Regions from separate parts of the Mus musculus genome. Here region 2 is linked to region 1. The links are chromatin contacts, called in public HiChIP or PLAC-seq maps. All regions are on one chromosome and are shown on one strand. The core of a region is the stretch at or near the end of the contact, and the rest is flanking DNA. Distances in the headings are between cores, read along the strand shown. Region 1 overlaps Hs2st1 (heparan sulfate 2-O-sulfotransferase 1). Region 2 has its middle 37 kb from the start of Sh3glb1.

What was found. HiChIP or PLAC-seq counts read pairs in DNA pulled down with a chosen protein or histone mark.
Region 2: a contact with region 1 is called in a FOXA1 HiChIP or PLAC-seq map of pancreatic cancer cells. The contact joins two enhancer-like sites. A contact is called at or near these places in 1 of 115 datasets of contacts at active chromatin or transcription factors (pancreatic cancer cells) and 2 of 9 other capture datasets (adipose tissue and liver).

The regions. Positions count from the first base shown.
Region 1 is chr3:144,503,037-144,508,698 of GRCm38.p6, reverse strand. The region is part of intron 1 of Hs2st1 (heparan sulfate 2-O-sulfotransferase 1); the gene reads left to right. It overlaps Gm43707, which reads left to right. Exons shown (of 1, transcript XM_017319867.2): 1 at 1-5,662. Among named protein-coding and RNA genes, the nearest start is that of Gm43707, 6.3 kb to the left of the region's middle. Within about 2 kb of position 2,263, at least 142 of the 459 cell types and tissues checked have an H3K27ac peak or open chromatin away from gene starts, as enhancers often do. A contact at or near this core is called in pancreatic cancer cells, where this site is marked.
Region 2 is chr3:144,680,752-144,686,534 of GRCm38.p6, reverse strand. It overlaps a transcript of Sh3glb1 not described here. Among named protein-coding and RNA genes, the nearest start is that of Sh3glb1, 37 kb to the left of the region's middle. Within about 2 kb of position 3,229, at least 23 of the 459 cell types and tissues checked have an H3K27ac peak or open chromatin away from gene starts, as enhancers often do. A contact at or near this core is called in pancreatic cancer cells, where this site is marked.

The DNA of each region.
Region 1 (5,662 bases), core at 1,014-3,513:
GATAATGTTTCACAGATAATGTTTTTTTTCCCCTCTATTTGGGGTTTTAATGTTCTTCCGTTAGCATGTGTATGTGGTGCATGGCTCTCGGCTAGTGAACTGCAGTGGAGCACTGTATATATGCAGTGTGTTCTGGGATATGCAAGAGCTACATCCTCGGGATGGTACTTGGAGTACCCATAGGAAGGGGCTCCCAGGTCAGTCAGACACCATGGAGGGGAGGGCTCTGTAGCAGGGACAGAAGGCATCAGTCCTGTAGTTGACCACTGACCAGTTTTGTAGCCATTTATTGAGGGAAGAAAGGCCACCCCCAGGTGTCACTAGCCAGAGTTAAACACTGCTCTCTGGGGACTACCCAGAGTCCAGCTTTGCCACGGTGGGTGGAAGAGGAGCTAAGGGTGAGGTTTGACTCTGAGTGGTCACTGCTCTACTGCAGTGAATAGACTGCATAACCAAGGCAACTCTTATAAAAGAGAACTCGTAAATGGGGGCTCGGTTACAGCTTCAGAGGTTGGAAGAAGCCAGTCAGGGTGCTGGAGCAGTAGCTGAGAGCTTAATTGACATCCTAATCTACAGACGGCAGGCAGGCAGGCAGACACACATACACACACACACACACACACTCTGCAGATATACAGTCGTCCTCCTCAGCTCACTAGCTGAGAGCCGTGCACCACAAGCCTCCTAATCCTTCCTGAACAGTTCTCCAGCTGGGCTCTAGGCTCCTTTTCATTCAAAACCACCACAGACATTAAGAACCAAAGCCAGCACATTGAGCAGGGCAGGACACACCTTTGTTGTCTTTTCTGGCCCCCTTGTAATTGACCAAACAGTGCAAAACAGTTTCTATTTAGTTTTTATCTATTTGTTTACTGTAGTGCTAAAGATAACCCAGGGATAGCTGGACTTTTGGCTGCTTTGTCTGTTCGTATTTTTACCACTTTATCCCTTCCAGTCCCACAAAACTAGGGAGGAGAGAAAAAAGGCTGGAGGGGAAAGTGGGCGTCAATATTGTTAAGATGACTTCCTGCTGAGTAGGGGTGTCAGTTCCTTCGGGCAGTTTTGGTCTTCATCAGGCTCTCTCTAGCCAGCTACCAGTGACAGCAGGTGCAGCAGGGCTGCCCCATCTTGGGTGCCAGCATTTCTTTCTCTACCCTTTCAAGAGTCCCTAGAATCCCATGGGTCATACATTTGCAGAAACTGTCTGCGAGTGGCAAAATCATGTCCCTGCCAGAACACAAGGCAAATCATAGTCAGCTGCTGTGGACAATCTGAAGCAGCCCATGTCCCACACCTGGGACCAAAACAAACTACATTCTTGTAACGATTCTGTTTTTTACACTCTGTCACCGAGTTAACAGCCCAGCCTGGAGCAGTTTGAATAATGCTGCATATTTAACAGAGAATACATTCTTAAGTCTCTGGTAGATCTCCTCTTAAGGTTCATTCGTAATAGCCAGCAGGTTTCTTGTTTGGGGCATAGGGTAGTAAGACTATGGCTGTGTGGCACCAGCTTTTACAGTGGCTTCCTGTAACCTAACGCCAGAATTGGGTCTCGGTGGGAGCTGGGCATTTATTTGGTCAGCCTGGGAGTCTCCCAGCTCCTTGATGTACACCTGCCAGGGAAAGAAGCTGCTTTACTGAAAATAAAAGGAAAAGCTGGTTTTCTTCACGTTACCCACTAGTGGGGTGTGGGTACTACAAAGAAGGTAAACAAACACTGAGCAAGAAGAGTAACTTTGAGAACCCAGAGATGCCATTTGGCAGCAGACTGCAGACTATACCTTCTCAGCATTGATCTCAAACCGATATTACTTAGTTCTCAAAGATGCTGACTGGAAGCCAGCTACCCCCAAAGGTCCCAGGTAAACATGGCACAGTGTCCACCTAGAATCTGAGGCACAGCCTCTGCGCTTACTGACAGAGATCCAGGGTGGCTGTGACAGCTGTTGTTAAACTCCAAGGTCTTTAAGTAGGGACACCAGGGCAGTCTGCATCACTGTTCGTGAACCCTAGGCCCTTGGACTGAAAGAGAATTGTCACAGTGTCTTTTTCTTTCCTCTCTCCAACCTAACATAGTGGCTGGTATGTCACTTGGTGGATTCTAAGCATCAGTGAATGAATGGCACTGCCCCATTGGTTTGAGATTTCACTGCAGCTTATTTTTAACACTCAGGAGCCCAGCAAAGGAAAGCACCAGCAACAGCTGGCCAGTCCAGACAGGGAACTTGTTTATCCCTAACTGAGCTAATGCTGAGTCATGTTTGCCTAAAGATCCCTCATGTCAGGTGCCCAGCTGGGATTCCCAGCCTTCTGGGGAGAGAGAGGCTCAGAGGGAGAGAGAGGAATTCGAGGTGGACAATAAATTCCTTCACTTAGATAATGAACACAAGGCTGCACAAAGCTGCGCAGCTCTCAAGGGGAGCGTGCCCCTCACCCTGGCCACTCCCTGTCTTGCTGTTGAATCCAACTCTAGAGGAAGCTTGGTGTCAGACTCGGCTGCATATCTGAGAGATGGTGATGTGTGTGTTGTGCTATGCGGTGATGGGCAGCCTGCTTTTGACTCTGTTTTTCCTGAAGTCAGGGCTCAGTTGGAGGTAGTGAGAGACCCCCAAGAAAAGCAGTCACTCCCATGAGTCCTTTGACGCCAGGCTAACTCTCCTAATGTCAGTCAGGTCTCTTGACACTCAATTCCCTCTCTGGGATATACAGGCCACAGTAGAGGACAGACTGGGAAGTAACAACCCTATTGCTAGGCTTGTACTCTCATGGAGAATTTCTCATAGCTTCAACAAATAAACAGTTCAAGGGAACATCCATTTACCATACTGGAGTCTGGACCTAGGAGGCCCCTTAGGAACCAAAGGAGGAAGCAGTAGGATGGAGAACCAGATGGTTTGGTCTGAGTCTGTGGATGGCCCAGGGGGTGTGCATTGGTCCTCAGGGGCATGTGAGAGGGTACAGTGGTGAGGTGGAGGCATCCTGCCCCCTCGCTCCCCAGCACTAGGGAGGCTGAAGTTATGAAGTGGTTCAACTTAGGGGCCTCATCTCCAGCCGCCCTATGGCTTTCCTGGATGAAGCGCAGAAAGACTAACATTTTAATTTTTCTATTATGTAGACAGCGTGAAGACTCAAGGACAGGAATTAGATTTAGCCCCTTGGGATTGAGCTGCTAGAAACTACAGGTTTAAGGAGAGAAAATTAGATGAAAGGTTTTGGGGAGACAAGTACTTATGGCAATATCAGATTTATAATCTTACAGGTTTTGTGTATTTTTAAACATCTATTGGAATAATTAAATAAGTCAATCACCATGCTGGATACATCCTAGAGGAAGATGACAGGCACAAATACAGACATGCCTCCTGCTTCATCGGGGCTTACAGCGTATCCAGGATAGTAACCGAGGACCCAGGTCAGGCTCCCACAGTGGCGATGCAGTGGGGGAGCAGAGGTGGTGCAGCCTGGCTGGGAGCTCTTTCAGATTCTGTGCACAGGGAGGGTCTGCAAAGGTGAGCACCAAGGCCATGAGGAGACACCATGGTGGATCCTTGAAATGTGAAGAGGAATTACGTCAGCTTTTCCCCCTAGAAATGAGTGAAACGTACAGAAGAAAATAATACTTTAGTGTTTTAAAAGCAAACACTGAAAGATAGCCAGTGCTTACACAGAGCCCTGAAAGAGCCTGAGAGGAGGAGCTGCCCGTGCTTCTCGAGATTGTTCTGCGTGTGCTGCCTGTACATCATTTCCACCGGTCTTCCTCCCATCACCTCCACCCGTGCCTCCCTCCCCTTCCTTCACTGTTATTGGGGTGGGGTGTGTGTGTGTGTGTAAAATCTGCTGAGTCTAAGTGTTGCTTATATGCGTATGTGTTTAAAGGTGACTGGTTGAGATTGTATAACTTACGGGGCCACCCCCTCTCCTTGTTTCCTTCCCTCCCTCCCCTACCCCATCCTCTGTCTCCATTGATCCTGTAGCTCTTTATCTAGAGGTGGGACCCCGTGAGGTTTTCTCATCACATCAGCTGCTGTTGTCACTATGCAGGGTCTTACTATATTGTTTTGAGAACTCACGTAGCTTCCCTGTCACTTATTGACGATACCACCTAACAGCAGACCAGGGTCTCTGGCTCTTACAGCCTTTCTGCCCCTCTTCTGCATTATTCTCTGAGCCTTATGTGTAGAAGTTGGGTTGCAGATGTACCAACTGGGGTTGGGCACCCCATGGTCCCTTGTTCTCGGCATTCTGACCTGTTGAGGATCTCCATAACCATCTCCCATCTGCTGCAGAGAGGCTGCTGTGACAAGGGCAAGGGCTGTACTCATCTCTGGCTATCCAGCTAGGTGTTAAGAATGCAGTTAGGAAAGTGGACTTATAGATCCTCCTCTAAAGTCCATGACTTTAGCAGCCTTGGTTCACAGTACTAGACCAGAATCCTCTCCTGTTGAGCCTGCCTTAAGTCTTAGATAGCTGTTGCTTACCCCCGAGGTAAGAGAGCCTTTGCTGTACCTTTTGGGGAGGGCTACCCATTGTTGTGGTCCATGCGCTTTACAGTTGGCTAGGTTGGTAGTTGCTTTTCCTCCTGGGCAGCTTGCATAGCACCTTCAGATGCTAGGAGAGCTTCTAAGAGGGATGGCTGTAATGCTGAGCAGCACAGGAAGACAAACTGGAAGGAGAAGTTTAGGAGACATGACAGAAGTGTGGCCACAGACTGCCTTTCACATGTAACTGCTTCACAGGTCTTTGTAGCCCACTGTCTTAGTCAGGGTTTCTATTCCTGCACAAACATCATGACCAAGAAGCAAGTTGGGAGGAAAGGGTTTATTCGGCTTACACTTCTATACTGCTGTTTATCACCAAGGAAGTCAGGACTGGAACTCAAGCAGGTCAGGAAGCAGGAGTTGATGCAGAGGCCATGGAGGGATGTTCTTTATTGGCTTGCTTCCCCTGGCTTGCTCAGCCTGCTCTCTTATAGAACCAAGACTACCAGCCCAGAGATGGCACCACCCACAAGGGGACCTCCCCACTTGATCACTAATTGAGAAAATGCCTTTCAGCTGGATCTTGTGTAGGCACTTCCTCAACTGAAGCTCCTTTCTCTGCCTGTGTCAAGTTGACACAAAACTAGCCAGTACACCCACCTTGGCCAGAGATCATCCTGTCTGAAGTATCCCCTAAAACAGATATGAGCCTCTACAAATAAGTCTCACTCTCCTGGACTACAGTGTTTATTTTTAACCGAATAGTCTAATAAGAATAACAAGGCATATAATGACGTAGACAAGTGATCAAGACCTTGGAAAATAAGTAGTGAAAGCCAAGTCCACAGACATCAGGTGCTGGTTATTAGACATGGATTTAAGACGGCCACATGGAGGGATCGTGACACACACAGATATCTGCAAAGGTAGTCGTCGTCATCAAAAGTAACAGCTTTAGTAACACAAATATAAATGGAAGCCATAATAACTAAAACTGAATGAGCCTTCTGGCTTGGCCTGTATTGAGGGCTTATCAAATGAATATTCCTGCCTATGCGTAATTAAAGCTAGCCCTTATTAATAGAATGGATCTGTGAAAGGCTACACATGAGGGACCTGGCTTCTTGAGAAAGAGAAGCTTCTAAAGTGATTTTGCTATCTATTCATTTTGACTTTCTCTT
Region 2 (5,783 bases), core at 1,980-4,479, 180 kb before region 1:
GGACCTGAGTTGGTGTCCTCATGTACCCGTTAACCTACCATATGCAGCTGCCAAGAACAAAATGTAAAGTCCTCCAAGCTCCACACAGTCATTGTGACACCTCCTTCATTCTTTCTCCCATACAAGAACACACACTAATCAGAGTCGTCTGCCTTAGCAATCTCACAGTGACAGAGCCCTGGCCCGCACACTACCTACTGAGCCCTAACCTATCCCTTCATACCTGCTGCATACCACCCACACCCACACCCGCACTGCCTGCTCATTACTGCCTAAGACTAAGGGAGGCCCGAGCACCAAGGGCTCCCACAAAGTACAGAAGCTCTTAAATTTTACACACACAAACCTAATTCTCCCAGGAGAGCACCTTCATCAGCATGGCTAGGAAAGAAAAATGCCATGATACATCTATGAGACACTCCCACTCCTAAGGCGCGGGGAACCTTGCAGATGAAGAGGCAGAAAGATTGTAAGAGCCAGAGGATCGGGAAATTTGCTGTGAGACTGTGCCTCATAGTAACATCAGAAGCTGTGTCGTAAAGTCTCACCAATATGACCGCCCATATGGTCACCAGTATGACAGACATGCCAAACTGGGGAAAGCCCACGAGGCCTCAACCCTAGACAAAGAACTAGAAGCAACTAAATAAAGCAGGGGCAGGGAGAGGTGGGCCTGAGGAAGGAGCACACTAATGGTCAGCCCTGAAAACATACAAGTGACACTCTATAACATGTTATACTTGGGGATATATAGGTGTGTGTGTGTGTGTGTGTGTATACCAATGTACACACACACACATATATATATATGTATACACTGCATCAACAGTTGATTAAAAAAGATATGAATGAAGAAAAGCAGGAAGGGGTTATGGGAAGTTTGGAAGAAGGAAAGGGAGAGGAGAAATGTAATTAAAACCAAAAGTAAACATCAATAAAAAGATAAATGTCCTAAGTGGACGCTGCAGCCATGTCATCAGGGTTCCCTTTGTCCCACATCCTTTGGAATGACACTGCCCTTGTCCATTTCTATCCGCATAAGGGAGTTTCTCTTGGGAGTATATTATTCTCCCCTGCACTCTGGCTTTGATTAGGAACATATCACAACATCCACTTTTTAATATATTTGGAACCCAACACTGGGAGTCATAGAGACCAGCCTTATTACTAGGATCCATCCCAACTGCTATTGCTACAACATAGCACTACTGCTATTCTGTCTAGACAGAATAGGTTGGTGCTAAAACCTCTCCGCACAGAAAGTAAGACTATAGACTTTGGAATACTATATAGACTATAGAGTCAAGAAATTTTTTTAAACCTATCATTATTACCACCTATGTCTGAGGCAAATTATATGACCTTAATTCCTGTTTGTTTGTTTGTTTTCACAAGTAATATGCAGACTGACGGCCCGGCCTCCCTGGTGTGAAGCATGCGGTAGTTCTGAAACAGCTCCCTGGCCAGCAGTGCACCACTGGAGAATGTCTTAGAAATCCAAACTCTCTGATCCCCGCAGAATCAGGAAATCCAGAGGTGGAGTACAGCAGCATGGGCTTTACAAACCCTCAGGGAAGATGATGTGTGTAGAACCTGGTGGGCCACCGTTGTGCAAATTAAAAGAATTCACACAACCTGCACATCATAAATAGTTACTCATTTCTAAGTAACACCATTAGCATTTCTAAAGTACTGAAATGGACCATTCACAGGGAAATTTCTTATGTCCCTTTCATAACTGCCAATTTGACAGCCAAAAGTTTGAGGTTAAGATTTCTGATGAGCATATGAAGCACACATCCCAATACTTTCACCATAGATATAATGGCAATATTTAGAAAAAAAAGTAATTGAGATGATCTTAGTGTTCTATTGCTGTGAAGATGCACCATGACCAAGGCAGCTCTTGTGAAGGAAAACATTTCATTGGAGCTAGCTTACATTCAGAAGTTTAGTCCATTTTTGTTCTGGCTAAGCATGGCAGCACACAGGTAGACATGGTGCTGGAGAGGTAGCTGAGAATTCTACATCGAGATTGGCAGGCAGTAGGAAAAGAAACACTGGGCCTGGCTTGAGCATCTGAATCCCCAAAGCCCAGCCCCAGTAACAAACTTCCTCCAACAAGGCCACACCTACTCCAACAAGGCCATGCCTCCTAATTCCTGTTACTTAGTACCACTCCCTCATGAGCAAGTGTTCAAATATATGAGCCTGCAAGGGCCAGTCCTATTCAAAACACCACAGAGATCTGTCTATAAAAATCATCTCACTTCCTAAAAAGAGAACTATTAGAAGAGGGGTGAGACTTTGCTCAGAAAACAGTCCAGATCTGCTTCTACACGGGGAAAAACCAAGTGGGAGAGTTTGAGCTTCAAAATGCTAAATCATAGCTCGGAAACATGATCAGGTTAGCTTGGAATTGCTCAAAGCACACATAATGGCATGGTATGTTCTAAAGAAATCTCATTATACGTGCATAACAGGACTAACTGTACCCCATGAACCTTCCTAACAAAGTTCATTTCATAATGGAACCCTGGAAAACTAAATGAATTTACCTTCAACACAGGGTGTTTGGATATAAACGAGTTACATGCAGGATTCTAAAATAATGGTGAGTTTAGAACACTTTCTCATAACCCATTCTTTTAGAGAGCACTAGACAGCAAGTCCCGCAGAACTTAAATATGTGGTTCATACGGCAAATTATTCACGTAAGCTCATAGGCCCTAGGATTCCTCGCTGATAAAAGGAAAATGTTAGAAATCAGATCACGAACGTCTTTCACGCTCTTGTATCCCAACAGACTTGAGAAAAGCCCAAGTTTTTCAAGTTTTAATAATAAACTAAACCACACTTACTCACCGGAACAGTATGCACAATTCTAGTGGTGGCTGTTGGGTGGGGTGAGTTTGCTTATATGTTAAATTACAAAGCTGCTCGGTCAGAATGTTTGGGCTGATAAGTAACCAGGAGACATTTGGGAATCCCTCTCAACCAGGACGGACCCGGACCCAGCCCTCCCCTCAGAGGAACTGGACACACACCATGCTGACTTGGTAGTGGTTCTAATGAGCCTTTATGAACAGTGGCACGGCATCCTGTGGATTCAGGGCCTTCAGGATTCCCTTCGAAAATACTGATAACACACGGTACTCCTAACATTTGGCCTACAGTTAATGAACACTATCTTCCTTGAGCCCAACAGAAAGGCATGTCTGCCCCTGCTTTGCAGATAAGAGAGTCGTGAGCCATTCTGAGAGAAGGCAGCAGAGCCAGGTCTTGTTTCCAGCTCAGCAGCCCAGTCTCTCTCTTTACACTTAATTGCATGTGTGCACACATGAAGAAATATGTATGCCATGACACATGCATGTGGATGTAAGAGGACAACTTGTAGGAGTCAATTCTGTCCTACCAGGTGGCTCCTGGGGATGGCACTCGGGTTGTCAGGTTGCTACCAGGCATCTTTTCCCACTGAGCCACCTTGGTGGCTTGAGAGCCCCAGCCTTAGTCAGGGTTTCAAAACATTTTTTCTATATGCCCATAAAACATGGCCAATATCTCTTTATTTTCTATACTGATGGCCTAGAAACTGTTTATGAAGCAGAAAATGTGTTGCCCCTAACTATGAACTAAACTAAAAATACCTACAGCCCACTGAGCCAACAGGGGACCTGCTGGCCTCATTAACTGCCACATCTGAAAGAGCAATCAATGTCGGTTTAAGTCAGAGGTTCTTTAAAATACAGCCCCTAGAATCAGAAGGTCATGGATATCTTCCCCTAGCATGTAAACATGACTATAAATTCAATATTCTAGACTATCCCCTATATTCGACTAAATACCATAAACCACAGGACTATTACAAGCCAACATATGAATGTACTCAGACATAACTGCTATCTTACAGACATTTTAACCAAGTCAGTTCTCTTCTCTATGAGTATCCCCTTCCCCTGTTGGTCTATTCATCTACCGTCCTCCACGAAGCCAACCACTGGCCCACCACACCCCCTTCTCACTCTGGGCCTATTAAACTTGGGGATAGCTAATGTGAAACTTTGTCAGACATCTGGCTCTCACTTCAGGACCACTAAATGTGTTGTCACCCATATGATCTCCTTAAGTAAGATATCTCAATGGTATCGGGTCTAATCATCCAGTGCCCAGCAGCACTTCAAGGTCAAGTGTCTGGTCTTTCCTCGTTAGGATGCTGTGACTCGGCGTAGCTGTCAAGGCATGAAGAACCAATTATCGTGTAGCTGGGCTTCAGAGTTCATATCATTAGTCCACAAGCCAATGAAGGGCTAAGGGTATGCTTAGTGCTGGAATGTCCTTTCATACTTGAAGAACGTTCTGTTTAACTAAGCCTGCGGAAATAAGGCTTTCTTTCTGTCTCTCCTTTCAAACTGCTTCCCTGGAAAAACACAAACTACTTCCAGCCATAAACTGAAGTGTTATACCCTTTTCCTGGCATTTTCCTCAGTTCTCTATACCAGTCACTAATGAGTAACTTGATGAGCAAGCAGTATTCCCAAAAGACAGAAAAGGGGTCCATTCCAACAGTCAACCTGAATAGAAAAGTGTTCTCTCTGCCTCTCCAAGTCTATGTGATTTTACTGGGATTGTGTTTGTTGGGAGAGCTCTGTTTGTTCATTCAGTATTCGGTAGAGCACTCCACCGCCCTGTTTAGTAGGATAGGAGTATGTCATTTAAAAGAAAGTAGTTGTGTCCCATGGCATGAACCAGGTGCCAGCCACTGCTGGAGTGCTCCACACATGTTATCTCACCACATCCTTGTACCGTGCTGTAGGCTGGAGACTGTTGTACTGGCTTAGATGAGAGCCTGAAGCTAATAAAGAGCCTCTCTGCTCAGCTCTCCTGAGTCTCCTGATGCTTGCAGTGTCCTGAGCCGTTCCTCCCATCCCTCCCTCTCCTCTGGATGCTAGCACCTCTCGTTTTCCCATAGGTTATCAGATATACTGCCATGGCTGTAGACCTCCCTTCATGACCACTCCTACTGTTCCTTTAACTACCAAAACTACGCCCACCCTAACTTTAACCCCTCAATACATCTGTGTTTGAGGGATTCCCACCTATGTGCTCTGAGAGTTGACTACACAGCAGAGCCCCCGCCCAGTCTCAGGTCTTCTTCCCAACTCTCCTAGTAAGTAAAGCTCCCCCAGTCCCAGAGAGGTTGTTCGTCAGACTGGCTTGGGATACAGAATGCTTGAGCTCTGTTTCTGCTTCTGACTCTTCTCATCTGTGGGACTATAAAAAGTCAATTGACTTCTGTATGCCTCCTTTTTATTTTATTTTTCCTGTGTGTGCATATGTATGCAAGTGCTCACCGGGACAAGAGGACAATGTTGGGTGTGTCATTCGGTAGGAACTGCCCACTTATTTGATACAGGGACTTACAAGTAGCTAGGCTTGCTGGTAACTTAGCCATAGGACTTGCTTCTGCTTCCCCAGCTTTGGGGTTACAAATGTACATTAACACCACACCTGGTTTTGGTTTTGTCTGTGTGTTTTGTTGGTTTTTTTTACCCCCCCATGGAGTTTTAGGGAATTGGGCTCGGGTCTTGCAAGGCAAGCACTTTACCAATGGAGCTGTGTCTCTAGCCCTTTGCCTCAGCTGCTTGAGCCTCATAGTGTACTGGCTGCGGGTCTTGCAAGGCAAGCACTTTACCAATGGAGCTGTGTCTCTAGCCCTTTGCCTCAGCTGCTTGAGCCTCATAGTGTACTGGCTGCCTATAGCTGCCAGTTTAAATATGGCGGCA